5 separate regions of the Mus musculus genome follow, and all the other regions are linked to region 2. The links are chromatin contacts, called in public promoter capture Hi-C maps. All regions are on one chromosome and are shown on one strand. The core of a region is the stretch at or near the end of the contact, and the rest is flanking DNA. Distances in the headings are between cores, read along the strand shown.

Region 1 (5,734 bases), core at 1,883-4,382, 1.5 Mb after region 2:
GATGCTATTTTAAATCGCTTCAACCCACCTCCAAGCCCTGGCGCTCCCTAGTCCCTTCCTGTGTGGTTCTGGTTTAGGGGCTGGTTTGCTGTGTTTCTCCATTTCCACATGCCATCTCCTGTATCTTTGTGTGACATTGCTCCTAATGTGGAGACCGAGCTCCGTTAGGTCAGCCACTATTCTCCAGTACCCAGCCAGCCTGGTACCCAGGACTTCTGCAAGAACTACTTGTAACTGAATCCACAAAAGACAGCAGGGCCAGGGAGCTTCCTGAATATTCTGCTCTAATGACTGGAGGGTTAGTTCACTTCCTCCCTTTGCCTTTTATAAACCTTGACTTCAAAGATGATTCTGTTAGAGAACGTAGAGATCAGTAGAGAGAGACCCAGAGTCTGCAGTCAGCCCCACTATGCCTGCCTGCTTTACTGCTGCTGGAGACCTAGGGGAAGCTCTTAACTCTTCCAAGCCCTTGTTCCCTCTTCTATAAGGAATAAAAAAAAAAAAAAACCTTTGCTAGCATTGTCATGGAGCTAGATGAGGTGATGTGTGCAGTGCACAAGCCCTGGCGAAAGGTCAGGGCTCAATACAAGTAGTCAATGGCTCTTATGAGCGCAAGTATAAGGATGTAGTAACGAATCAATAACAATAATCATTCAGGGAACAGTCCCTTTGTTCCAATCCAAAAAATAATAATAATGTTAAGTAGGGAAATCAGATAGATGATACATACATCTATACATAGCTACGTGCTTAGATGTATGCACAGGCATACACGTATATAGATAATGCACGCAGGTACATAGAATCAAGAGATATACATATATACATACATAAGTACATATGTGCATAGGCACACACACATACACATGTGTGTGTGTGTACACCTATAGATGACAGGCAAGCCAGCTCAAGATGAAATCCAGCTTCAATATTATAAAAACAGAGACCTGTCCTTCTCAAGGGCCGGGAGGAGAAGTTCCGTTTCTCTCTCCATTCTGTCTTCTGACTCTCAGCATTCTGGGATTCTAGAAAAATTGCGTACTCAATTAACTTTGTATTTCAATTTTTTTATTTTATAAATCTGTCTCATGCAATATTTGGGGTGGGCTTAGGCCAAAAAAATTGTGTTATTGATCTGAATTCAAATTTATCTGAGTCCCCTAACTTTTTTTTTTTTAATTTCACTTCACTTCAGATTGTGGGGAGGGTCTGAGGTGGAAGGGGGTTAATGGTGTTTTGAGTTGGTTGGTTGATTTCGGTGTGGGGAGGTTCTTTTGGCTTTAATTTTGCTAAATCTGCCATCTTTGAAGCTCAGGTCACTGAGACGTCACCATTTTCAGCAAGAGTCAGCTCAGCTGGACACCACGAACACTTTCTAGTTAAGCCAGCTTTGAGATGTATGCACCCACTCTAAAAATGAAAGTCCAGACAGAACTGGGTATAAAGGGACAGACCAGATCTCACACTGGACTGGGACAAAGGGAAAACAGTCGTGGCAGAGCCTGGGACTACGCCTCTCTCAGCATGCAGCTTCCGGGTTCTTCTGGGTAACTGCCTGACTTCCTCACAGCTGAGAAAATACAGGAAGGAGATGTGGTCACAGGTTTGGACCAAGAATTCATTTCCAACTTTGCACTGACTCTCTCTGACTTCGAAGCCATTCCCTCTCGACTCCTTTCCTGTGATCTCTACAATGGGTAAATAGTAGCACCCACCCTCCTAGGGATGGCTCCCAAACAGAACCATGGAAATTACATTACCAACCTCAACAGTCCTCTGGAAAAAACCATCATCATGGTTTTCAGACCATATGGAAGAAGCCAAATAATTGTGTGATCAGCTTTTTAGAGCCCAGAGGGCAGGGCAGGTATGCCAGCTTCCCCTCCATCGTGAAACTGTGAGCTTGAAATCAAGGCCCTGTCCCCGAGGACACTGCCACCCAAGCCCCTTGGACTACTCACCTCCCAGGTCTCGCAGCGGCCCCAGCAGGCATCTGTGGTGATCCGAAGTCCCCTGCAGCCTGGCTTCTTGGCCATGAAAGTGAATTCCCTCACAGCACAGCCCACAAAAGTGTGCAGGTTCCCACTGGAGCTGCTGAGGACAGAGTCAGGGCCACCCAGGAGAAGGAGGGCCACTGCACCAAGGACAAGGTATACCAACTTCATGCTATTTCCCAGGAAGAAAAGGAAACAAAGTTGAACATAACCAACTGCTCACGGTGGTGCTGCCCACCACTGTGGTGGCCCCTCTCAAAGAGGCCTTGCTCTTAGCACTACAGGAAAAAAAATGAGCCCAGGAATTGTCCAACTCCAAGAGCTCCCTAACTAGTGGATAGTCAATAGTTCTCTCTAGATACCCTACCCTCAAAGCAGTCTCAGGCTTTCCCTTGGTGAACTCCTGGAGCTGATTTATACATAAAAGGAATTTATCCCGATGAAAAATAAGAGGCACACCAAAAGAAATGTAGAGCCTGAAATAGCACACATCCCTTCTTTTTACCAGGTCCAGCGTATGCAGGTGTCACGTTAGAGCTTAGCACATATATGTGCTTTCAGTGTCATAAATGGGCAATGAATGGGAGAGGAAGATAAGTACTAATAATGGCGTGTCCTGGGTGTGTTGTGGCTAACCCAACCTACCATACAGGAGGCATTATAAAACCTGGTGCCTGGTGTGGTAGCCACTCATAAAATGTTTTCTATGCCCCATAGATTACCTCTGCCCTGCGTTATGCGAAATCTCAAGCTGTGGCTCAGTTTAAAAGCAAACAATGGAAAGAGCATTACATCCTCCTATGAAGTCTGTTCTTGATCCTTTCTGGTTAGTAGCACACGATGCTTGCCCACTGCACAGAACACACATGGACGTCACATGTGTATCATGTTCCAAGTCAGTGCCACTCAAGGAGAGCTATATTTCCAAAGCTGTACCTTCAGTTCCTACTGGTATGGGATGCTGTCATACAGACACCATGGGCTTCTGCTCAGGAGGAAGGACGTGAGTGATGGAGAGACACTTACCTGACCTTGCTGGAATCAACTCTTCTTGGAGAGCTGACACTTGTACCCCAGGCTTTCAAAAGTTGCAATGAGTGGAGAAAGTTCACTCTGGGTAAGTGTCTCTCCTTTCTGTTATCAGGCTGCCTGATTATTCAAATATATAGGGAAGGTATTGTCAATCAAAACAGAAGAGAGGCAGATCCTTACAGGAACTACTGAGCACATCAAAGCCCCGGAGTATGAAGCCAGTCTCTATTTTCCAAAACTGATTCACTTCAAGGGTGGTGTTTTGTTTCTTGACATCACCGAATGAAACAGAAAGTTGCCTTGGTGGGGGTGACATAATCCCGGGGAGACAGTCAGAGGTAGTTAGTTCACCTGGTTCTTGAGAAGAAGCGCCCAGGGACAAATAGATCAGAGTTTCCCTCATAGTAACCATGGCCTGCCTTTGAGACAGTAAGCCACTGGCAGCTTCTGGCAAGTCTCTTCCTTATACTTACTACACTGAAAAACAGCAAGACAATAATTCTTACCTGGAAACAACATGGCATACCTACTGACAGACAAAAAAAAAAAAAAAAAAACTTTGAAAGTCTTAAAAATCATTTGACTAGTAACATTAACAAAATCTTTAAATGAATCACTCAGGCAAATGCAGAGATATTGGAAATAATTAGCTTCATATATGGGAATTAAAGACGACTTTAAAATTTTTTCTATATACTTTTAGGGATTATTTTTTTTACATGAGTCAGGTTTTTGTTCAAGAAAGTCAGCTAGTATTATGCTTTTAAAATTAAAGTAAACCAATATTTATCTATATGTGCTGCATCGAAAGACATTCAATGATGCTTTCATGAAAATGTCTTATATTTCTGGTCCTGCTGAACCTAAAACAGCACAGTCCTTCTTCTGACCAGTGGCATAGTTTATATTCTATTCTACAATAACAGCATGGAAACGGATTAGAAAGCTACTTGTCTGTAGCCCTTCTTCTGGGTGTTCTAAAAAGTAAATGAAGCAGACATCTGTGCCCTCGGGAGTTTACATTTCACAGCAAATCACGACATACCCAGAGAGGTTCGAGATGCATATTAAATGACCGGTGACACAAAATAAAGAAATTAAAGTATGTCCATTTTCTACACAGAAAGATTATTTTTCTTTTCTTTTTTAATTGGACATTTTCTTTATTTACATTTCAAATGTTATTTCCTTTCCCAGTTTCCCCTCAGCAAACCCCCTATCCCATCCCCTTCTTACCATGCTTCTATGAGGGTGCTCCCCCACCCACCCACCCACTCCCACCTCACCACCCTAGCATTCCTCTACACTAGGCATCAATCCTTCACAGGACCAAGGTCCTCCCCTCCCATTGATGCCAGATAAGGCCCCTTCAATCCTTCCCCTAACTCCTCCTTTGGGGTCCCTGTGCTCAGTCCGATGGTTGGCTGAAAGCATCACATCTGTTTTGGTCAGGATCTGGCAGAACCTCTCAGGAGACAGCTATATCAGGCTCCTGTCAGCAAGTACTTCTTGGCATCAGCAATACTGTCTGGGTTTGGTGTCTACATGTGGGATGGATCCTCAGGTGGGGCAGTCTCTGGATGGCCTTTCCTTCAGTCTCTGCTCCAGTCTTTGTCCCTGTATTTCCTTTAGACAGGAGCATACTGGCCTGTGATCTCACAAAATACAGCCAGCCAGCCAAGAGAGGCCAAGAGCCCCCCTCTCCCTCAGTCCCCAGCTGCCTGGAGTACAGCATGCTCTGGTACCAGTACCTTGTCCATTCATCATTGACAGCCCAATAATGACCTCTGCAGTTACCAAGGCTGTTTCCACATGGTAGCCAGAATCTGCTGGACCTGGCATGCATTCTCCTCAGCTCTTCCGCCATACTGTAAAGAATTCTGAAAGGACCCTGATATAGCTGTCTCGTATGAGGCTAGGCCAGTGCCTGGCAAATACAGAAGTAGATGTTCACAGTCATCTATTGGATGGAACACAGGGACCCCAGTGTAGGAGCTAGAGAAAGTACCCAAGGAGCTGAAGGGGTCTGCAACCCTATAGGTGGAACAACAATATGAACTAACCAGTACCCCCAAGAGCTTGTGTCTCTAGCTGCATATGTAGCAGAAGATGGCCTAGTCGGCCATCACTGGGAAGAAAGGCTCCTTGGTCTTGCAAACTTTATATGCCCCAGTACAAGGGGAACGCCAGGGCCAAGAAGTGGGAGTGAGTGGGTAGGGGAGCAGGGTGCGGGGAGGTTATAGGGGACTTTCGGGATAGCATTTGAAATGTAAATGAAGAAAATATCTAATAAAAATTGTGAAAAAAAGACATTAAAAAAAGAAATGTAAAAAAGAAAAAAGAAAAAGAAAGAAAAGAAATGGAGGCTCGGTCACTTTTTTACTACCTACTTCCATAGCCTTTAACAAGACAAAAGTTGGCAAATGGGTTTCTCTAAACCCTCTAAACGACTGTAGCCAACAGGAGTGTCTGCATGGCCTGCCATGTTAGGGTGACTACTAGCAGTCTACGTAGAGGGGGCATAAAACGAGGGATGGTAGTTGGGTGCCATGTTTTGTCATCTTGACATTCTGCCGTGTCACTTGTCTCTCTGCAGGGACAGAGTCAGAGGTTGGGAACGTGACTGCAAAGGCAGCTTTGAACCCTGAGTCTTCAAAGCACATCCTCTCCCTCTGAGGCCAGACAAGGCAGGAGGGCAGAAATTTAAT
Region 2 (5,437 bases), core at 281-2,780:
CTGTGGGCAAATTGTGTATTAATTCAACAAAGTATTAGTGTTAATTCAACAGTGAAAATAGGAACTATGGCTGCAAATAGCAGCACAGATACATCTTGAATGTTTAAAAATATTTTGAAGAATATGAGTTGTAGATTGCAATTCTATTTTCATAAAATTAAAAATCAACTATAGCTGGGCGTGGTGGCAAACGCCTTTAATTCTGCACTTGGGAGGCAGAGGAAGGCGGATTTCTGAGTTCGAGGCCAGCCTGGTCTACAAAGTGAGTTCCAGGACAGCCAAGGCTATACAGAGAAACCCTGTCTCAAAAAAACAAAAAAAAACCCAAAACAAACCAAAAAACCCACTACAACTAAAATATATGTATACACACTGGACATCAACTTCTGGCCTCCACATGGGCCAGGAGGTGTGTTCATGAAAACACACACACACACACACACAAACAAACCATTACAAACAATAAAATAAATGCATCCATACAAGCACATCCCAGAATACCTTTTCTAAAGATTAGTGTGCCTTCAAAACAGAAATACAGTTCAAATACAGAATGCTAACCCGTAACAAGCCCCTGGGAGAAGCTAAAAAGTGGGATTTCTAGAGAGCTACTTTAGCCAAACAGTATATCAGACAGTGTGCTAGATTGTCAGAGGCAACAACGGTAGGAAACAGCAACTGCTGCCCAGAGTGGTTGCATATTACTTGGAGAGCCACAAATTAATCACTCAAGTAAGCATAGACTGTAGGGGATCTTGGCAATGAGGAAGAACCACGGGAGTTCCTTCCCTAACAAGTTCTCTTTAGATCATCTTCCCACGTGGAGGGAGGTTAGGGTGGTTGCTACTGTAGAGTCACTTTAAAGAAGACTGGCAGGCTAAGTGTAGTTTACATAAGTCAGGAGGCAATGAAGACCTCAAATCCTTTTGGGGGCTGTTAGTTGAGGCAGAGGCAGGCGGATTTCTGAGTTTTAGGCCAGCCTGATCTACAGAATGAGTTTCAGGACAGCCAGGGATATACAGAAAACCCTTTCTCGGAAAAAAAAAAAAAAAGAAGAAAGAAAGAAAGAGAGAGAGAGAGAGAGGGAGGGAGGGAGGGAGGGAGGGAGGGAGGGAGAGAGAGAGAGAGAGAGAGAGAGAGAGAGAGAGAGAGAGAGAGAGAGAGAGAGAGAGAGAAATCGAGTCTTCATGTCCTATTGATTAATAGTTAGCAGGCACTACTATTGTTTTATCTACCTACTTATCTAATTTGAAGGTCTTATTTATTTATTTATTTAGAGGGTCTCTCTATGTAGACCTGAAACTCGCTGCATACACCGGACAGGCTTGTAAATCACAGAAATCCTCCTGTCTCTGCCTCTCAAGCACTGAAATTAAAGGCGTGTATCACACCAAGTTCGGCTTCCTAGACTAAAATCACCTTGCATTTACGCACGCGCAAGAAGCGCCACAGGCGCCAGGTAAGACCCGGATGAAGGCGGGGCTTGAGGTCCCGGATAGTACGTCACGGAGTGCGCGTACGTGATGTGACGTGACTGGGGCGGTGCTACAGGGCCTTCTGGGCATTGGGGAAGCCGGGTCCGGGAGAGAGTGAGCATGGGGACTCCTGCGGGCGCCGGGACCCGTCCCACGGGCGCTGGAACTGTTGAAGGCGTGGGGATCCCTCCGGGCCTGCAGACTGACTACGAGACGCTGCTCAGCCGCTTCCAAGAGATGGACAGCGTGCGCTTCGAGGACTTCACGGAGCTCTGGCGCAGCATGAAGTTCGCGACCATCTTCTGGTGGGTGTGCCTCGTCCTCCTACCCTGTCTCTCCTGTGGGGAACGCAGCCTGCATCCCCGACCTCCGCCTTGGCGGTTTCCGTGGGTCGCCCTTGCACTCTGCTGGCTCGGCCCTCTGCATCTCCACCGCCTCCATCCGAGGCCAAACCTCCTCCAATCTTGATTGCCGAATGAATCCGCGGTTAGAAACAAAGTATTCCCACCGACACAGGGTCCTCTACGAACGAATTCATTTAGCATGCAACAACTGACGTTGCAAGTGCAGGTTTGAATCTCTGTGTATCGCCTTTAGTTGGATAAAGCCTAGATTCAAGCCAGTAGCTGCCTTTACCTCTGTCCCCAGCCTCATCTCCAGTGCCCACACCTTGCACTCACTCTCTTGGCTCGAGTTGCTTTTGGTACTCCACTGGCGTTTCCTAGCCTGGGAATTTTCCATCTCCTTTTGCTTGTCCACTTCGTCAGTCATTTTTGAACCCAAATGACAGTTCTTTAGGGAATTCTTTTGGCCTTCGGGACTAAGTGAGAGGCTCGAGTTCTGTCTACCCCCAGCACGAAGGGCTTATCTCACCGTCTAGAGTATATTTCATAATTAGAGACGCAGTCTTGGATAACGGTGAAGAGTGGAGATGATGGGTCTTGGGCATCAGGATTTGAATACAGCTCTCCAGTCCCCCTCCCCCAGATCTGAGACAACCCTTTTTGTCTGTAAACTAGATCATGATAGTGTGGGAATTAAATGAATCAATATATTAGCTGGTTCGACGTGTGAAATTAATGTTCAGAGTTATTACTACTCTTTGATTTCTCCCTTAGACTGAACTTAGTGAGAACAGCCATGTGATTAATGTGGTATTCCTTACTTGTTTTTGAGACTTGCCCTCATTGTGTGTAGCTTTGGCTGGCCTGAAACTTGCCGTTATACCAGACTGGCCTTGAGATCTGCCTGACTCTTCCTTCTAAGGTCAGGCATTCACCACCTTGCCCACGTTTGAATACGGTGTTTGTATTAATTACCATACCATATAAATTCTTGAAAAGGGTAAATGATTGAATGGAATCTTAATAGATCTTTTGTTGAATAAAATAGAACTTTTTATATTATTGATTTAGACTATTATGTAGATTGTCAGTTATTACAAATTAAGGTGTAAATTACTACAGGTGATGAAATTAACCTGCTCTGGGGCAGCACTCCTCTAAGCCCAGAATGTGGGGAGAATGCCCAGAATGTGGGGAGAATGCCCAGAATGTGGGGAGAATCAAGGCCAGGAGTACAAGGCCATCCTAGCTACAAAGAGAATTCTGCAGGAGACACTGTCTCAAAACCCCAAATAACAACAAAAATTATTTATTGTACAACTGATATTTTATGTAGCTAACTGTAATGGATTCATTATCTAATATACTTAACTTAGAGCTCTGAAAAGCTGGTATAAGTGTTCCATGTTTTAGAGATTAGAAAATTGAAGCTTATAGCCGGGCGTGGTGACGCACCCCTTTAATCCCAGCACTTGGGAGGCAGAGGCAGGCGGATTTCTGAGTTCGAGGCCAGCCTGGTCTACAGAGTGAGTTCCAGGACAGCCAGGGCTATACAGAAACCTTGTCTTGAAAAAAACAAAAACAAAAAAAATAAAAAGAAAGAAAATTGACACTTAGAGGAAGTTAATTTTATCAAGTGTGGTATCAGAGGCTTATTAATTAGAGCGATCAAGAGGCAGGAGAATTGCAAGTTTGAGGTCAGCTTGGGCTGGAAGATAGAGACCCCATCTTTAAAAAGAATCTAAATCTATTATGTCTTCCTGTTTCCTTTTAAAACTTAGTTTAAATTTATTTATTTATTTATTTATTTATTTATTTATTTATTTATTTGAGACAGGGTTTTACTATACAGTCCTGGCTGGCCTGGAAAGTACCATGGAGATGGATTAAAGGTGCCATCACCTTGCACAGCCTGTTGTCTTGTCTTTTCTGTTTTTAAAGTCTTTCACTGTACTAAAGAGGTTGGGGTAACTTTCCCTCCTTACCCCCCCCCCTCCCTTTTTCCTGATAGGGTCTTTCTGTGAAGCCCAGAGTGTCCTAGAACTGAGTATTCTAGGCTGGTCTCAAACTCACAGAGTTTCCCCTGCCTCTGCCTGCTGAGAGCTGGGATTAAAGGCGTATGCCACTGCAGCCCAGTTGGATTTTCTTTAGGAGTCATTTTGGTCTCCACACTACCTACCATAGGTCTTTTGTGTTCTTTTACTGTACTTATTATTTTTATTGTTTCCTCTTCCATTTGTAATGAGATGTAATAAATTATATTAACTAAGGTGCTTAGGTGTTTACCATTTTGTTTTGCTGTTATTAATATGAAAACCACAGCATATTTATAATTATATGATGTATTTTGAGGCATTTTAGCTAAGGTTGTATTTGAAGGTTGACTTTGTGACAGTCTGTACCTCTTGTCTCCAGAGTGCTGGGATTACAGTCTGGGCCACCACCCCCAAGTTCCTGTTTTGTTTTGAGACTGGATCTCTTGTAGCCCAGGCTGGCCTTGATCTCAGTATGTAGCCAAGGACAACCTTTTGACCTTTCTCTCTCTATTTTCCAATTGCTAGGGTCTCTGGAGTGTGCTGTTGTGTCTGGCTTTAAAAAACGGAGAACATTTTTAATCTGCCAATTTAAGGCCTGTCACAGAACACTCGGATGGTATGCTCAAAGTCGCTTTCACTGTTTCATCGCTCAGACTTCCTTTTGTGCTCTGATGAACGGGAAGATGGGTTAGGTAGTGTTAGCTCTCTCTGACTTTCACTTAAGGTTCCCATGGACAGAAAATGATGAAAATCCTGGAGACTACTGGGGAAATGTATAGTATAGATTAAAATACACAGAGTGTTGAGCCTGTAAGAGCATGGTTATTTCAATATTGAATGTTTTAAATACTCAATATGAGTTTGAAGCTTTTTCTATAGTCATCAGTTTGGCAGCAAGGCTGGTGTTTTGGTGGCAGTGTCATGGTTACCTGACAGTGTGTGGTGTCGAGGACAGTAGAAAATAAGTTCTTTTTGCTTGAGTCACAAGAGGGTCGGGTGTGGGTTCTCCGTCTAGTTCCTAGGGGCTGTTTACAGAAGGATATGCCATATTTATATAACTGGAAATATTTCCTCTTTGTTTTGCAGTGGCAAAATGAGGAATTTAAAAAAGAACATGTTTACAAAGGAAGCTTTAGCTTTGGCGTGGCGCTACTTTTTGCCTCCACACACGTTCCAGATCAGAGTTGGCGCTTTGTATCTTCTGTACGGGTTGTACAACACACAGCTGTGCCAGCCGAAACAAAAGGTGAGGCCTAGTGATTACTGTCCCTCGGTAGAAACTTGAACCAGGCACTGGTTTTGTTTTTTATTTTGTTTAAATAATAAAGGACTTAAGTGGAAATGTCAGTGTTTAGGCTGATGTTTGTGGGAAAGGATCCAATGTATTCACAGAGTGACTTTTCTCCCCCTGCTGTAGATCCGAGTTGCCTTGAAGGACTGGGATGAAGTCATCAGGTTTCAGCAAGACTTGATGAACGCACAGCATTTCGACGCGGCTTTTGTTTTCAGGAAGCTTCGGCTGGACAGAGCCTTCCACTTCACAGCTATGCCCAAGCTGGTACGTTGCCTAAAAACATCATTT
Region 3 (5,637 bases), core at 797-3,296, 1.4 Mb before region 2:
TCAAGAAATGGGCTGCAGAAGTGGAGGAAAAAGGAAATCAACGAATCCGTAGAACTGTCAAAACACATTTCTCACTTAAGTTTGAGATAGTTAGAAAGGGGAAATAAGGGGCCATGGCAAGGAAGAAAAACCTTTCACTCCAGAGTCTGGTTGAAGTTCTATTCGCTAAGAGTCAAGAATTCTGCTGGTCCACCTCCCTGATCCCCCAAGGAAGTGTTTTGAAATTAAGATATGCATAATGTTTTTAGATATAATGCTACTATATACCTAGTGGCACACAATATCTTTTAAAGACTTATTTATTTTAATTATATGAGCACAATGTAGCTGTCTTCAGACACACCAGAAGAGAGCATCAGATCCCATTACAGTTGTTGTGAGCCACCATGTGGTTGCTGCAGGACCTTTGGAAGAGTAGTCATTGCTCATAACCACTGGGCCATCTCTCCAAACCAACACACAATATTTTAAGGTTAGAAACTTTTATATGTGTTGAGAAGCTCAAAAAGTTGTAATTCTATTTTGAAAGTTGAAGGTAAGATAGATAGTCCAGTAAAGCCGGGCATGGTGGCACATGCCTTTAATCCCAGCACTCAGAAGGCAGAGGCAAGCTGATTTCTGAGTTCAAGGCCAGCCTGGTCTACAAAGTGAATTCCAGGACAGCCAAGGCTATACAGAGAAACCCTGTCTCAGAAGAAAAAAAAAAAAAGTAATCCAGCAAGTGAAGAGAGTCAGCATAGTTATAATATTCTGTGAAGGTTACCTATAAAAAGGCAGTATTCCTTTCATGTAGAATCATTTCAAATAAGAATGGAAAAATACCTGCGAGCCATGCTTAAGGCCTAAGTATTTATGACCTCACACCTTTCTTAAGTATTTGTAAACCTGAAAGTATTTGGGACTCTCCAAACAAGACTATAAACATATTTTTCAAAACACTGTTTTTACTTTATCAGTTGTAATCCGATCCAAATTCAGGAACCTTCTGATATCACTCAACTTCCTTAGCAGAGCTTCCTACATAACCTCAGACATCACCAACACTGTATACGTAACATGCAAAGTGGAAGTCCCCACACTTTGATGTGTCTTACGCTGTCATTGAGCACATCTATCAGTCCCTCTATTTTATATTAAAATCACTTGTAGCCCGGCGTGGTGGCACACGCCTTTAATCCCAGCACGCGGGAGGCAGAGGCAGGCGGATTTCTGAGTTCGAGGTCAACCTGGTCTACAGAGTGAGTTCCAGGATAGCCAGGGCTACACAGAGAAACCCTGTCTCGAAAAACCAAAAAAAAAAAAAAAAAAAAAAAAATCACTTGTAGACTCCAACTCTGCTTCATACAGGCTCGCCCTGGAATTTTTTTCCTGTGGCAAATTCAAGAATCCCAACTTCACTTGAATGGAGATCTCTTGAAAAAAAAAAAATCCAGTTGCTAGGGTGACTATCTACAACCTGTGTCCCTGGGCCCTGGCTCGCTGCCACAGACAGGTTCATTATTTTACATGGATATAGTTTATAATGTGCCCAAAGTACTATAATACTAAGAGCAAAAATATAAATATAACAGGCACATGTTACCATTTAAAAACATTCCCATCCCTGAGGCTGTTTGAATGGCCTTAGTTCTGTAGTCATTAATGGAGGTATCCGAACCCTGGGGGATTGGACTTTTATTGCACTTCTGAGTCACGGGTCTGCCAATCTTGGAAAGCCTAGGCTCCCCAAGAGACAGTCAAGTCATCCAGCTCTCCAGCCTCGAGGTTGCCAAACGATGGACTCGTCACCAAGGCAACCACGTTCCTTCGTCTGGGCGTGGCCCGGGTGAGAGTTCAGAGGTGGTGCTTAGGCCGCTCAAGAACCAGAGCACCAGTGCGGAAGAAGTCTGGGCGTCTCCCACAACACTAGCCCGCCCGGCCCTGCGCGGAGGAAACCCCGCCTACCCTGCGCTGCTGTGCCGCACACATGAATCCGCCTCCGGCAGAACCAGGCGGCAGGGGGCGGGACGAGACGCACAGCCCCGCCTCCGAGCGCGCGTGCGCACTGACCCCTGGGAGGCACGAGCGCAGTTGATCTTAGCCATGGGAACGGGAGCGGTCCTGGAGGCCTCCGGTCAGCTGCTGGCGGGGCCCGCATCCATCCTCGGGCAGGAGTTCCCAACCGACTTCAGCTGGGGAGATGTGGTCCCAGGACGCCCTCGCGTCGCCTCTCCCCTGCGGTGACTCCAGGTATGTCCGTCCCCAACACACCTGAGACTTCGTTGCTGCCTTAGTTTCCACCCCTGGGTACTACTGGGTTCCTTCACCTTTTAATACCTCAAGAAACATCTTTCGCTCTCCATGAAACAGCTTTTAAATGCAATTATTGCTCTTTTTAATGTACTGAGCAAATTGAGTTGATCGAGGTAGTGATCCAGTTTGGCTTTAATGTGACTGAGAATACTTTTGCAGCCCGTGGAGTTACGTTTTATTTCTGAGAGGCCTCTGTGAAATGGAGAATGGCCCTTTGGCCCTGCTGAGGGATGGCCATGTTACTCTAATCAAGTTCATGGCCTATGCCCCTTAGGTAAGATCACTCTTTCTTGGTTTATCTCTGTCTCAAGCCCTCCTGACCAAAATTTGTTCATTCTTGGCCTCCTGGATATGTATAGCGCGTTTCTCAGGTTTCTCTGTCTCTATATAATCCTTTGCGTGTCAAAGACCAGAATTTTTAAAAATGAATCCCATTCGTTATTTATTAGACCTCTGAATTGTATGCTCTCTTATTCTCATGTTCCCCTTATTCATTTTTTCCACTATGGTTCTATTTTTTTTTCATTAAATCCCTGAGTTTAGAGAGAGAGCATTCATATTATTTTATATCTGCTTCCATTCACACCCAATCACCCATAATTTCTCACAGCATCCAGTACAGATATTGCCATTTTAGTGATTTAACTGCCTGGATCCCAGGCTAGCTACAGGTTATGCCTTTCCTACCTTTAGGAAATGCCTATTGGTTATTAACTGCTGTGGAAAATCCCGGGCAGGGGACCTTTGCATCCTCCTCTGTGAGAGCTTTCCTGAGGTACATACAATTCATTTTCTGGAAGTATACAGCTTACTGGTTTTGAGCATCTCAACAGGTTTGCACAATCATCTCTACAAGTTGGTTTCGGAGCAATTTGATTACCTCCAAAAGAAATCTTTTCTATTTAGCTGCTTTTTCTCTCTCCTCCCCAATATTCCTGCTATTAGTTGTAGGCAATCACTAATCTTTAGTCTCAACAAAATTATTTCAGATACTCGATATAAACACAACCTTAAAACATGTGATCTGTGTGCGTGCATCTAGCGAATTTTATGTTGCAGCTTGTATTATTCATTATTGTTTATTAGTATATTAGGCAGATATGCCCTGTATTATTTAGCCATTAGCCATTGGCAAAAAGAGTTTGCCAGTACTAATAATGCCGTGGACATTTTGTATAAATTTTTATGTAGGCATGTTTTCATGGATATAATACCTGGTAATGGAATAGGTATGTCAGAGGCTAATTCCCTTGTTTGGCTCTTTGAGAAACTGACAGATTTTTTTTTTTCCCAAAGCATAGCACCACTCACTGTACATCCCCACTAGATGTATTTGAAGGTTTTACATTAACCTCATCAACACTTGTTCTAGGCTTTCATTTTTATTTTAGCCAATCAGAGAAATTCACACTATCTCATGGTAGGTTTGGCTTGCATTTCCTCATGGCAAGCTTCATTTCCAGCATGGTCTATCACCCAGAAACTGTCAATTCTTATCCTTAGTTTATCTTTTTAAAACCAGGTTGTATTTTCATCATTGAATTGGGAGAATTAATTAATTAGCTAGTTAATTAATTAATATAGCTGAGATGCAGATCTCTAATTGCAGCCTTTTGCCATTCTGCAAATAGCTTCACTTCCCTGATGGCCTGGGCTCTTAACCGCTCTCGTTCAAGAGTGTTAGGTGCCAGTGTCCTCAGGCCAGCTTGGGTATCAGGTTTTACCTTTTATAACTTTTTATATTCCTTTCAAGTCCTCTATTCAAGAATCCTCAGAATTTGCCTGGTGGTTCCTGCCTTTAATCCCAGCACTCAGGAAGCAGAGTCAGGTGGATCTGTGAATTTGAGGCTAGCCTGGTCTACAGAGTCAGAGTTCTGTATCTTGTATTCATAGAATAATGATATGATGCATTAAAGAATAAACCTAAACTAAAAAGCTGCCTAGGAATTTGTTTCTTCTGGCCTTAGAGGAATGTGTGCACACTCATGTGCTGTGCGTGCTTTCAAGCTACTACTTTTTGTTGTATCTTTCTTTTTTCAAGGGATTTTAGTCCGCAGCATATGATCCATGAGTTGTTGTGTGGGTAACTAAGAATTCCGCCACGGCAGATTGCAAGTTTGAACTGCTTCTTACCCTGTGGGAATTTCATGACTCAGATTCCAAATGCAGCAGCGTCTCAGAGTCTGTTTGGCTGGCTCCCTCTCAGTGCGTATGTAGAGAGTGTATGGCCCGAGTCAGTGCTGTGCTGCCGTCATTAGCGCAGCTCTTGTTTCCTCAGGATTGAGTGTGCATTTGAACATGCTGGAGGAAGCCATGACAGATATGGTCTGTCCTTCCAGGTGCTGACCGCCCTCAGAAGCACATGCCAACATGTTACTCAGGGAATGAGTTTACTTCTTATGGTCATATTCTACAGATAATCCAGGCTAGCATTCACAATACTTCTCCACATAAATGTAATTGTAGTACCTCAAAAAATACTCTAAATTCTTAAGTATTTTTAAAATTTTTATGGTCTAGAATGACAATCAGAAGTTAACAGCTTATTATATACTTTTTACCCTATTGATCACTTATGAATTGTTAGGAAACAGACATCAATTTTTAAAATATCTTTACAATATTTTTTGAATATTAATGATTGAATAGGTTTTTACAGCAGACATCTAGCTATCATAAGTTTTTCTTTGCATAGGTTTGCATGGGTGCTATGCTTAGTCCTCTTCTTGTCTTAATTCTTTAGGTTCTGATCAAAATAGGCCACTATTTCTCCAAGTAATATCTATAAAATACTAAGTGCATTTTCTGTTACTAGATAACATGAGAAAAGTGGGCTTTGTGGTCAAACACGTTTAGATAACGCGAATGATACATTTTAAAGAGGTTTATGGTCGTCATGTTCTTCTCAGAGATTTCTTAAAGTTACTGGCCTGCTGCTAACCATTGCGACTCTAAGATGACAGTCTGTTCTGCAGTTTGTCTTTGACTTCCTTGACTGTGGGCTCCTTTTCAGGAAACATTGTATGAGTAAGCAGTCCAGTCCTTTGTGTCCTTAAACTTTTATTTAAATACCCCACTAAGATAACTAACAGCGCCATCTCAATAATTTCCCCTTTTCTCAAGGCTTTCTGAGCGAACTCACATTGAAAATCTCTCTCCTTGTAGTTCTTGGTACTCTAAGCCCACCCCCAGGGACACACTTCTTCCAACAAGGCCACACCTACTCCAACAAGCCCATCCTTCCTAATATTGCCACTGTCTGTGGGCCTATAGGAGCCATTTTCCTTCAAACCACCACAGTTCCCTAGGACACTGCTGCTCTGTTACCTTGTGAGGTTACACGGC
Region 4 (5,033 bases), core at 1,283-3,782, 1.3 Mb before region 2:
TGTGCTCAGCTAGCCATTCACAACTGCTTGCTAAAAGCTTGTCTACACATTACCCTACACACCATTCATTTACGCTGTAACTGTTACTAATCAGCCTAAATTAACAGAGTCCAACCTTGTTTACACCAATAAACACCTATTATGTAAAGCCTGAGTGAAAATGGTCTCCAGCGGCTCGTTTTATGCCCACATGATCACAGATCTAACACCTATCTTCCCGTCCTTTAATCTAGCATCCTTTTTTTTTTTTTCTTAGTGTTTCCATAGAATCTGACAACGACTTAAAAAAAAAAAATCAGACTCTGAGAGTTGACAAGAAACCCAGAGTTTAATGCCAGCTTGAGAAATCTCTCCCAAGGCCTTGCACCACTCTCTGCCTCATCCCTCACACGATGTGGAAGCTGCTTCTCTCCAGCGCGAGACAGAGGCCACACCCTCCCTACGTCCTGTCTTCTCTATACCCATGGAAGGAGTTACAGAGACAAAGTTCAGAGCTGAGACGGAAGGAAGGACCATCCAGAGATTGCCCCACACGGGAATCCATCCCATATACAACCACCAAACCCAGACACTACAGCATATGCCAGAAAGATTTTGCTGACAGGACCCTGATATAGCTCTCTCTTGTGAGGCTATGCCAGTGCCTGGCAAATACATAAGTGGATGCTCACAGTCAGCTATTGGATGGAACACAGGGCCCCTAATGAAGGAGCTAGAGAAAGTACTCAAGGAGCTGAAGGGGTCTGCAACCCTATAGGTAGAACAACAATATAAACTAATCAGTACCCCCCCCCCAGAGCTGTGTCTCTAGCTACATAGGTAGCAGAGGATGGCCTAGTTGGCCAGCAATAGGAGGAGAGGCCCTTGGTCTTGCGAAGATCATATGCCCCAGTGCAGGGGAATGCCAGGGCCAGGAAGCAGGAGAGTGGGTGAGTTGGGTGGGGAGCAGGGCGGAGGGAGGGTATAGGGGACTTTGGGGATAGCATTTGAAATGTAAATGAAGAATATATGTAATAAAAAAATTACACCGCAAAAAAAAGACTAAACACACCTACATTTCAGACATAATTAATGTGTTAATAACTTTTATACAGTCACATAATTTATAAACTGAGTTTAACTCAATCTTCCATTTAAATAAATGAGGCCAAACACAAACAACATCCACAGGCTGCTATTGACCGTGAGCTTACAGATACATCCATCTGTCTCAATGGTGCTCAGTGGAGAGTTACAGTTAAAAGATGTATGGGGTATTTAGGATTCTTGCCCTCAACACTGACAGTCTCCGAGTCACAGCCATGCCCTCTCCTGTTTTGCAGCGCTGAATCCACAAGCACACTGTGCAGTTGCATTTGTCAGTACTGCAACTGTTTGAGCCAAGGCAATGCAGCTTCAGAGAAAAGACAGCAAGGATGCCTGCCAACATCTGGGAGGGACATAAAATCCAAGATCCAGCTGTCACCTACTCCTGCCCTGCTGACTTTGAATGCAGTACCTTCTGAGCCACCAGCTACTTCAAAGCATTTTTGTTCGGGTGCTTTGTGTATTTTCCACCACGAACAGTGGAATCCCACTTAGTCCTTTAAGGATCAGAAAAGCCTACCTAGGGAGGCTTTGAGTTTCTCTGTCAATGTCTTTAACTGAAAAACAATACGAAGAGTGCCCATGTCATCAGAATTGTTAACGCCAAAGGTCAGAGGCTGTCTGTGGCCTGCTGAACACACTGCCAACGTGACATAACACCCAGCAGCATCTGTGAACTGATATATCGGAGCATGTGAATCATGTATTAAGTGAACATTAAACACCACGCAAGCTGCAGATCGAAGTGGAGCGGGCGAAACGTGCCTTACTGTACACAGAATGATCTCCCTCCTGGCAAAAAGCCAGCTCAGCGCTTTCTATTGCGAAAATTTTAACCAAGTGAGCAGGTGAGTAAGTGATTCAGGCCAAATTTTCTTTGGGTGCTTCCGGGAAAGTAAAAAGTGCAGGATCAAAGAATGTTCCGGCCTCTTAGAAAGCAAGGGACACACTCTGCTCTCCATGGTGCCTTCCCTGAGAGTGTCCGGGGATCCTACGGAAGAAGTCTGTGTCTTGCAGGCATCAGAGAATTGCAGCGCTCTCTTGGGGTTTGACGTTTTCTATCCTAGTCTGGGTAACAAATCAGGGCCATTTTCGAATTAAGACAAGCGACAGAGTGGGTACTGCCTGTTTAGCCCCTGCCTCTTCCTCCCGGACCCTCAGCCCTTGGTCAAGGCTCAGCTTGGCAACAGCTGGGAGGGACCTCGGCCCTGATCTTCCTTAGAGCCCAGGCTGTAGAGGATGCTCACCTGGGCGTCGCCCTTGCCATTCAGCCCACAACAAGGTCAGGTCCGCATCCGCCCGCAAAAAGCGCAAGAGCTGCACAAGGGGCAGGATCAGCGCGCACAGCGCCAGCAGCCACAACAGCAGCTCCCAGCTCATCGCTGTCCCTTGCCTACCCGACTCTGCCGCAAGCGGAAGACAGTCGGCGCCCGCCCTCTACGCGGCGGGTCACAACCCGGGGCTCCGCCTAGCGAGTCCCCGAAGGTGGGGCTCCATCTGTGTCCCGGGCTGCACCACGGCGTCTCTGCGCGTCCCTACTGCGTGCAAGACTGCCGGGGTGTTGCAATAGAAGGCATGGAATCTTGGGAAACTGCTGTTGGGAGAGCAGTCAACAAGATTTGTGAGGGCATGAAGGAGTCTTTAACAGCTGTTTTTAGGACGACTTTTCAGGGCTTTGGTGGTGCCTTGGCGAGAAACAAAACAAAACTTTGATCACTGCCCGCTCCGACCCCGAGGCCCCATCCCCCGCTCCACGCTGGGAATTGTGCCCAGGTCCTTCTTCGCGCTGGGCAAGCTCCCAAAAGCTGAGCCAAACCCTCACTCACTCTTCCTAATCTGTTTTCCTTTCACTTTAAGCTTGTGGACTGAGATAAGCATACCGAAGTAACTCAGCACTTGAACTGGGTTGCCCTCGTGGACTGGCCGCTTATATTTAGAAAAACATTACAAATGATACTCATATTTGGCCAAAAGTTGGCTATCATGGCCCAGAGTAATCAGAACATAAAACTAACTGGGCTAGAAGGCAACTGTTGCTAAGTTCCAGGAGCTAAAAACACTCAGGTTGGTGTCCTCCTGCCACCGTTTGTAAATGATGCCATTATCATTTGACAGCATTTGAATATGGAAAGGCCTCTGTGCACACTAATTGCTCTGTTCTTTCTTCTGTGTTTGTTAGTATTGTTTTTATAAATTGTCACTTTTTTTTTTCCGAGACAGGGTTTCTCTGTTTCTACTTTGTAGACCAGGCTGGCCTCAAACTCAGAAATCCGCCTGCCTCTGCCTCCCAAGTGCTGGGATTAAAGGTGTGCGCCACCACGCCCAGCTGAATTGTCACTTTTTTCATTGCAGTGAGAAAAGGTTTACAAAGGTCTATATTTTGCATCTTTAGAGTGATCTATGCAGGAAATATTTGAACTAGTGTTAATCAGAAATTGCTGTGGTATAGTTCAAGGTGCATGTCAGTTAGCTAAACTTTTGGACTGCCATTTGGAATAATATTGGTCAAGAATTGCTCTAATTGACGTATCACCTGGGCCATGTGAATTTTATTTTTATTTTGTAGCACATTACTTTTGTAATAAGATGTCTTAAAATACCACACAGAGTCTCATGATGAATCTTATCCCAAATGTTTCCCCTTCTGTAAAAGGACAGGACTGCAGTGGATCTAGTGTTCCGATGGGTCACAACCCCAAGCTGTGGGGATGAGGGATCTGAGACTGGGACATTGGGCTTGGGAGACTGGCAGGAAGCTATGATCTCTTCCTGTCCACCCCTAGGGATTAGACCCGGGTGGGTGCTGAGTGTCGAAGTGCCAAGGCAGAGCTTTAGAGTGTTTTTCCGTACTGGAGCTGGAGAGGTGGCTCTGCTGTTAGAGGCACTTGTTGCTCTTGCAGAGAACCTGGGTTCAATTTCCACACCCACATGGCAGCTCACATCTGTTGGTAACTCTTGTCCCAGGGGATCCATTTCCCATCTCTGACCTCCGAGGGCATCAGGCACTCACATGGTGCACAAACATACTTTCAGACAAAACATTCATGCACACAAACAAAAAAAGCTTTACTAACATGACTTTTTTTGCCTTGTTTTGTTTCATTTCAGGCTCTCACCGCGGAGCACTGCTTGTGCTGGGACTCACTATAGAGACCACCCTGGCTTCAAACTCAGAGAGATCACCTGCCTCAAACTCAGAATGTTTTATGTTAACAAACGGAACACTTAGTTGAACACAATAACTGCACATGTTGGTTTGGAGGAAGCACTCCTAACCAGGATGATTCATAATCATCATATTAAAAAATTCACTTTTAAAACAGTGATCTCTAACTCCTTAAAAAAAAAAAAAAAAAAAAAGATTCACTTTGGGGTCCGAGGAGATGGTTCAGCAACATGACTTGGCCAGACCATGACATCCAAATTTTGTTAAAATGTTAGTCTAGATGCTACTGTGAGGTATTTTAAGATTTATTTAACATTTATATCAGTAGACTTTCAATAAAGCACATACCTACCCCCCATAATGTGGGGAGTTCAATCAGTTGAAGTGTTATGAGAAAACAGCAGAAGGCTAGGAAGATCTTGCTTCCAGACTGCCCTTGGGTTCCAATTACCTCGCCTCTCCCCTGAATTCCAGCTGCCTGTGTGCTAGGGACGTCAGGCCTACTGCACTTGAAAGCCATGTGAACCAATTCTTTACCATCACTCATAAATATGTATGTGTTTTTGTTTCCCTGGAAGACCTTGACTAGTTAAAAAAAAACTACAATAAAACCACATGACAGTTTGGGCATTAGAGAAGGAAAACACAAACCAATGTCAACTTCAGAAATTATTTTTCACTTGAACAATAGCATTATTCAGTAATTCATGTTGGAATCCAGTTATGCCCTCCCCACCTCGTGTGTGTGTGTGTGTGTGTGTGTGTGTGTGTGTGTGCGCGC
Region 5 (5,085 bases), core at 1,398-3,897, 1.2 Mb after region 2:
CTGCTACAAATGATAAACTTCAATCCTGGACTTCTCATTGTGTCTCTCTTCACCTCAGAGGGTGGCAGGGAGTCTATGGGTCTGGTATTCTAAGGTCTTCCTCAGAAACTGCTCTCAAAAAACAAAAAGCGTGAAGTAGAATAACTCAAGAAGATGGGAAATTTGCAAGAAAATCGCCATAAGTCTGTAAATAACTGATTCTAGTAACCTTTAAATTCCACGCAGCAATTGATAGTCTTAAAAGTAATGTTCCCTGTATTCTAGATTTCTATAAGATATTCATAAGACAATGGGTTAATATAGAAGTTTCATGCCATTATGAACTTCTATCTTAATTTATATTGTTCTAAAACCTGAAAGTGCATATGAACCTCACACTAGCGTAGCTAAAAATAATACAGGGATTAAAATGACTGTGCAGTACTATAAGCTATTTTTTTAAATCCAAATGTATCACTGCAGCTCTATACTTACACAGAATCACACACTGACTAACATGAAAGAAAGATTCACAAAGCTCCAACCCAAACTCCAAGGTGAACATCTAAAGAAAACACTTTAGGTTATTCCAATTCCAAGGATGCCTCTGCAAGCCTAGTTTTCAGAGAGATGCTAATCCAAGAGGTGGTATTGTCTAAGCTACTACTCTGTGTCCAGTTATCTGCTATCATTTGTGTGTGTCCCTCTAGCCCACAGCCAAAGATCTTAGCCACATGGCCCACACTGAGCCTCCTGTGCAAGGCTCCCAAATACACTTGGTTCCCATGAGTGATTGACAGAACAAGGGATCACAGAACCCTCACAGAACCTTCCAACTGTTTTCTGACTCAAATCCATGTGCAGAATTATATTCTCATGGTTCTCCAGAAAGGGGTTCCGAAGAGAAACCCTTAAATGATACTCCATACAGTTTGCTTGTGGAGTTGAAAAATTATGTAAAAGAGTTTTTAAAACAATTAAAAGATGCATAAACCCAGTAGATCAAATTTGTATAATCCGACCACGCATAAATGGATGGTATTTTAAAGGCACGTCAGAGGCAGGGCGCCTTCATGTGCAGGAGCAAGGTAGAGTGGTATTGTTTAAATCTTTTTTCAAGTGCATTGAAAGTACAGAAACTATGGCTTTGTTTTTACCCTTCTTCTGGTCAAGTGCGATAGGCAAGATATAACCTATAAACTAACACGCAATGAAGAAAACAAATAAAACGTGAAACTTTAAACCAAATTTGATCCGAGTAACTGCCTTCCCATTTTCCAAGCACTGACTGTTTAGGATTCAATTCCGACTACTCGCCCTAAGGCAGGGTACTTTCAGTTGTGCACAGTGGGTCCAAAAGCCATCCTAGTGACTTAAATTTGATGAAGTGGCCACTTTCCCAGTCATTCCCAACTTAAAAGGAAAGCTTCCTCCAAAAACTGGCTCTAAGAATTTGGTCAGCGCTTGCAGCTTGTTTGGGGAGCGATGGGACAAGGAGCGATTCATCATCAAAGTGAAATTCAAAGCTATTTTGATGGACCTCCGCTCTACCCACCCCCTTTCCTAGCTCCTACTCTAAGGTCTGGACAGGTGGGAGGGGGTACATCTCTCTTAGGAAACAGATGCAACTTAAGTCCCTCCACCACCTCCTTCCCGGCCCCCACCCACCCTAAGCCACCAGGTACCACTGCCTACACCCCCTCCCCCCTTAGAAGAGGGATGGGATGGGCAGGACGGGGGCGCCGTGGGCGGGATGAAGGTAGGGAATGTTCTGAACTGCAACTCTCCTTACCACTGGAGCGCCTGACGATGTTCTCCAAAAATGTGTTCTGCGGAGCCACCAGCCCTCTCTTGCCCCCCGGCATCCTGGGTCTGGAAAGCAGCGGCCAGGATCCGCGGCGGGGGAGGGGGGGAAGCAGGAAGAAAAGGTGGAAGAAGAGGAGGAAAAGGTAGTGGAGATGGTGCTGAAAGAAAAGGGGGCGCGGCGGCGGCGGCGGGGTCCCCTGAGTGTGTCTCCAGCCCGACCCGGATGAGCAGCTCTGGGAAGGAGGACCAAGCAGTTCATGGTAGTAGCGCTCCCCCGGCCGCCGCTGCCCAGACTGTGGCGGTGCCGCACACGGGGCTGGGGAACTGCAGGCTCCGCCGGGCACAGTGCGCCTGCGCCGCCCCCGCTGTCGCTGTCCCGCCGGTGCTGATGCTGAGGCTGCTGCTGAAGATGCTGCCGGGGAGGCAGGAGCCCGGACGCGGGCTCAGCATTTCTCCCTCTGCCCCGCGCCCGGGCTCTGGGAGAGAGCGAGGAGCAACTCGACTTCCCTCTCCCCACCCCTAGCCCAGGCTAAGACCCCATTCCTTAGCTCTCTGCTCCCTTGGTCTCCTAGCCCACCCTTCTCACTCAGCTGTTTCACAGCTACCCAGGGCAGCCAAAGTTCTGTCCAGGCTTTGCGAGCGCCTAGTGGCTGCTCCTTTCTCCAGGAAGATCCAGACAAGTGCTCGCTGGCTGGTGCGGGCTGTTGTTCGCGAGGCAGGCACCAGAGAGGGAAATGGCAATCTCTGGGGAGAGCAGGTCACATCTCAGCTTCTCCTGCTGCCGCTGTCCGAAACCCCAGCAGCTCCGGAGGACTCGGGTCCTGGGGCTGAGATGCAAGAGGGCTCCTGCTCTAGCCCAGACTGTGCGCCGAGTAGGAAGTGACTGGGTGGCGCTCGGGGACGCGGAGCAGCCACCTGACGCTGCTACCGCCCCCCTCCGGGCTCTGGCGCCTGAAGCCTCCACACGGGAGCTTTCTACACCCTGAGAAACCCCACTATTTGGAGCAGAAGCCAGATGGAATATGAGAGCAGAGCTGGCACCCGGAATGGCCCTGCGCCCCAGGCTGGATTTGGCGCGCGAGGGGTGGGGAGGGAGGTTGGCTCTGACACAGCCTCTGGAGAGCTACCCCAGGGCTGCTAAGTACAGGAGAACAGGAAACCGGATCCCCCTACCCAAACTTGGAAAAAAGAAAAAAGAAAAATAAGAGTTCACTTAATGCTCGATGCTAGCAGTCCAAAGAGAGAGTCAACAATTCAGACAAGAGCGCGAGCAACCGGCAGCGCTTGCGTGGAAAAGTGGTACAAGCTGAGAGAATAAAGCTGCGCAAGGCTGGGGAGAGGCCGCCCTCCTCTACATTCAGGACCTGGACCGGAGTGGGACTGTTAAAAAGCGGTCTAAAAGCAGGGGGCAGCCACACGAAAGGGAAATTTCCACAAGTGAGAAAGGGACCGGAAGACATGAAAAGAAAGGGGGAGCCCAAAGAGCTTGGCAGCCCCTTCTTTTGTGAAAGGCGCTGTTTTTGCTCCAGGCTACAGCATTAGCATCCCCTAAGAAGTCTTGACATGCAAATTTGGGGGCCTTATCCCTAAGTAGGGGCGCTAAGAACTCTGAGGATGGAGTTTATCAATCTGTTGGTAATAAACCCTCTGCCTAAATATGATACCCAAGCCACAAGCGTAGGGCAACCCTAAACTTCCCTTTAGGAGACTCCACCTGGGCCTGTGGAGTCAAGAACCCTCTGGGAACAGAAAAGGCTCTGAGTTGGGGGAGAGGCAGGGGGCAAAGGGTAAAGGTTAGTTGAATGATACATCTTGGTTGCTGGGGTCAAGCTACCCAGGGCGAGGTAATCTTTGTGGAAATGATTGCCTGTCAAACAGAGGGCATCCTGAGAGTAAGAGCAGCAGCATCTACTTGCTACCTACGGGCCTGTGACAGTGAAATACTCCTCCATTCACTGGCCTTTAAAGTGCTCTCCCTAGCTCTCTGTCTCTCTGTCTGTCTCTGTCTCTGTCTGTCTCTTGCTCGCTCTATCTATCTATCTACCTACCTACCTACCTACCTACCTACCTACCTACCTACCTATCTATGTATCTATCTCTGGCAGAGAGTTAAATGTAAAGCCAGGATCCAGGTTTTACCCTACGGTAATTTTTCTTTCCTCCAAAATTTCCGCTCCCCACCCAGAGCCAGGGCAGCTGCACAAATTTGAAAGGTGGCCATGCCAAAAGTTAGCTCCATGGAGATTCCTTCTGAGGGAAAATGAAAACGGGTTGGGCCACAGGAATAACAAGGACTTCACAACCAGACCCATCACTACAACCCCAATTTTAAACACATACTTCATTTCCCCTTCTGCTGTGTCTTACATGACCTGTTCTAAAAGATCCCAGATTACTCAGCTGTTGGTGGAGTGCTGAATATACAGACATAATACTTGAAAATACAAGCATCTCTATGCAAGGTTTCTATCCTTGACTTGTAGCATGATAGGGCAATTCTACCATCAACGTTGACGGGGAATATTTTCAGCCTATATGTTCTTTTGCACATCCTCAGCTGCCCACATCTCGCCTCTGGGTATTGATTTGAAGTCTCAGCTTCCCAGCGTTTCCTATCTAATATAAATATCCCCGTCCTAATCAGTTCTCTGTGGGTGTATTAGCTCACACTTCCCAAAGAGGAAACTCTTCGGACTCCATTAAGACGCAGTCACACAATCACTGTAGAATGTCCCCATTATTCCCATCCACAGCTTTAATTAAAATGGCATGCTTCCTTTCTTCTTTATCCTTAATTTCTGGATGGCATTACACTGTTGGCTTATCTTAATGACTGTATGGAACTAAAGCAGCTAGCTGGGCATTACAAAATGTCAAAGCATTTGGTTACACTTCCCTTAATGTTCCAGTTTAGATTCTCACTCAGGCAAAAACTGATGCCTGGAAAGATAAAGTGTCCTAATCTAGAGGAAACAGTGCTTTAGAGCACTTGGGGTAGAAACTAGAATAGGGCCTCCTACCCGTAACCAGGGCTCCTTGTAAATAATAACCTGAGCTTGGATTTGTATGGCAACAGCCGACAACATCCAGTCATCTTTATTGCCATCACTCACAGCTACGGGAAAGAGGAACCCCTAGCAACAACTTGCAACAACTCCCAATCAAATCACAGTGGAAGAAAGCAAAGCAGAGAGAGAGGCTGTGGAGGCAGCAGCATCGCGGTGGTGGCGGCAACAGCAGCAGCAGCAGATGGACTGTCTGGCCCTAAGGAGTGTGCTGGCAGATTCCAGCAAGGTGTCA

Evidence for each region. Promoter capture Hi-C pulls out the DNA fragments that hold promoters and counts their contacts. Capture Hi-C pulls out chosen DNA fragments and counts their contacts.
Region 1: a contact with region 2 is called in a promoter capture Hi-C map of liver, with 5 times the contacts expected there. The contact joins the promoter of Gphb5 here to the promoter of Snapc1 in region 2. A contact is called at or near these places in 9 of 39 promoter capture datasets (the 3T3-L1 cell line, the SN4741 cell line, cranial neural crest and 5 more) and 1 of 115 datasets of contacts at active chromatin or transcription factors (neural tube).
Region 3: a promoter capture Hi-C map of adipose tissue shows a contact between it and region 2. The contact joins the promoter of Pcnx4 here to the promoter of Snapc1 in region 2. A contact is called at or near these places in 8 of 39 promoter capture datasets (cranial neural crest, frontonasal cranial neural crest, hematopoietic stem and progenitor cells and 5 more) and 2 of 9 other capture datasets (adipose tissue and liver).
Region 4: a promoter capture Hi-C map of liver shows a contact between it and region 2, with 2.7 times the contacts expected there. The contact joins the promoter of Dhrs7 here to the promoter of Snapc1 in region 2. A contact is called at or near these places in 6 of 39 promoter capture datasets (the HPC-7 cell line, frontonasal cranial neural crest, hippocampal neurons and 2 more), 1 of 484 Hi-C or Micro-C datasets (B cells) and 1 of 9 other capture datasets (liver).
Region 5: a promoter capture Hi-C map of hippocampal neurons shows a contact between it and region 2, with 4 times the contacts expected there. The contact joins the promoter of Kcnh5 here to the promoter of Snapc1 in region 2. A contact is called at or near these places in 1 of 39 promoter capture datasets (hippocampal neurons), 1 of 115 datasets of contacts at active chromatin or transcription factors (astrocytes) and 1 of 9 other capture datasets (embryonic stem cells).

What each region holds. Positions count from the first base shown.
Region 1 is chr12:75,413,649-75,419,382 of GRCm38.p6, forward strand. It overlaps Gphb5 (glycoprotein hormone beta 5), which reads right to left and starts at 3,133. Exons shown (of 3, transcript NM_175644.3): 1 at 3,021-3,133; 2 at 1,962-2,166. The coding sequence starts at 2,165. It overlaps Gm34613 (a long non-coding RNA gene), which reads left to right and starts at 2,443. Exons shown (of 4, transcript XR_381695.3): 1 at 2,443-3,111; 2 at 5,623-5,734.
Region 2 is chr12:73,962,967-73,968,403 of GRCm38.p6, forward strand. Snapc1 (small nuclear RNA activating complex, polypeptide 1) reads left to right here and starts at 1,531. Exons shown (of 10, transcript NM_178392.5): 1 at 1,531-1,780; 2 at 4,942-5,101; 3 at 5,273-5,413. The coding sequence starts at 1,596.
Region 3 is chr12:72,534,311-72,539,947 of GRCm38.p6, forward strand. It overlaps Pcnx4 (pecanex homolog 4), which reads left to right and starts at 2,047. Exons shown (of 11, transcript NM_026327.3): 1 at 2,047-2,229.
Region 4 is chr12:72,662,296-72,667,328 of GRCm38.p6, forward strand. It overlaps Dhrs7 (dehydrogenase/reductase (SDR family) member 7), which reads right to left and starts at 2,533. Exons shown (of 7, transcript NM_025522.5): 1 at 2,334-2,533. The coding sequence starts at 2,466.
Region 5 is chr12:75,174,685-75,179,769 of GRCm38.p6, forward strand. Kcnh5 (potassium voltage-gated channel, subfamily H (eag-related), member 5) reads right to left here and starts at 2,648. Exons shown (of 11, transcript NM_172805.3): 1 at 1,772-2,648. The coding sequence starts at 1,844.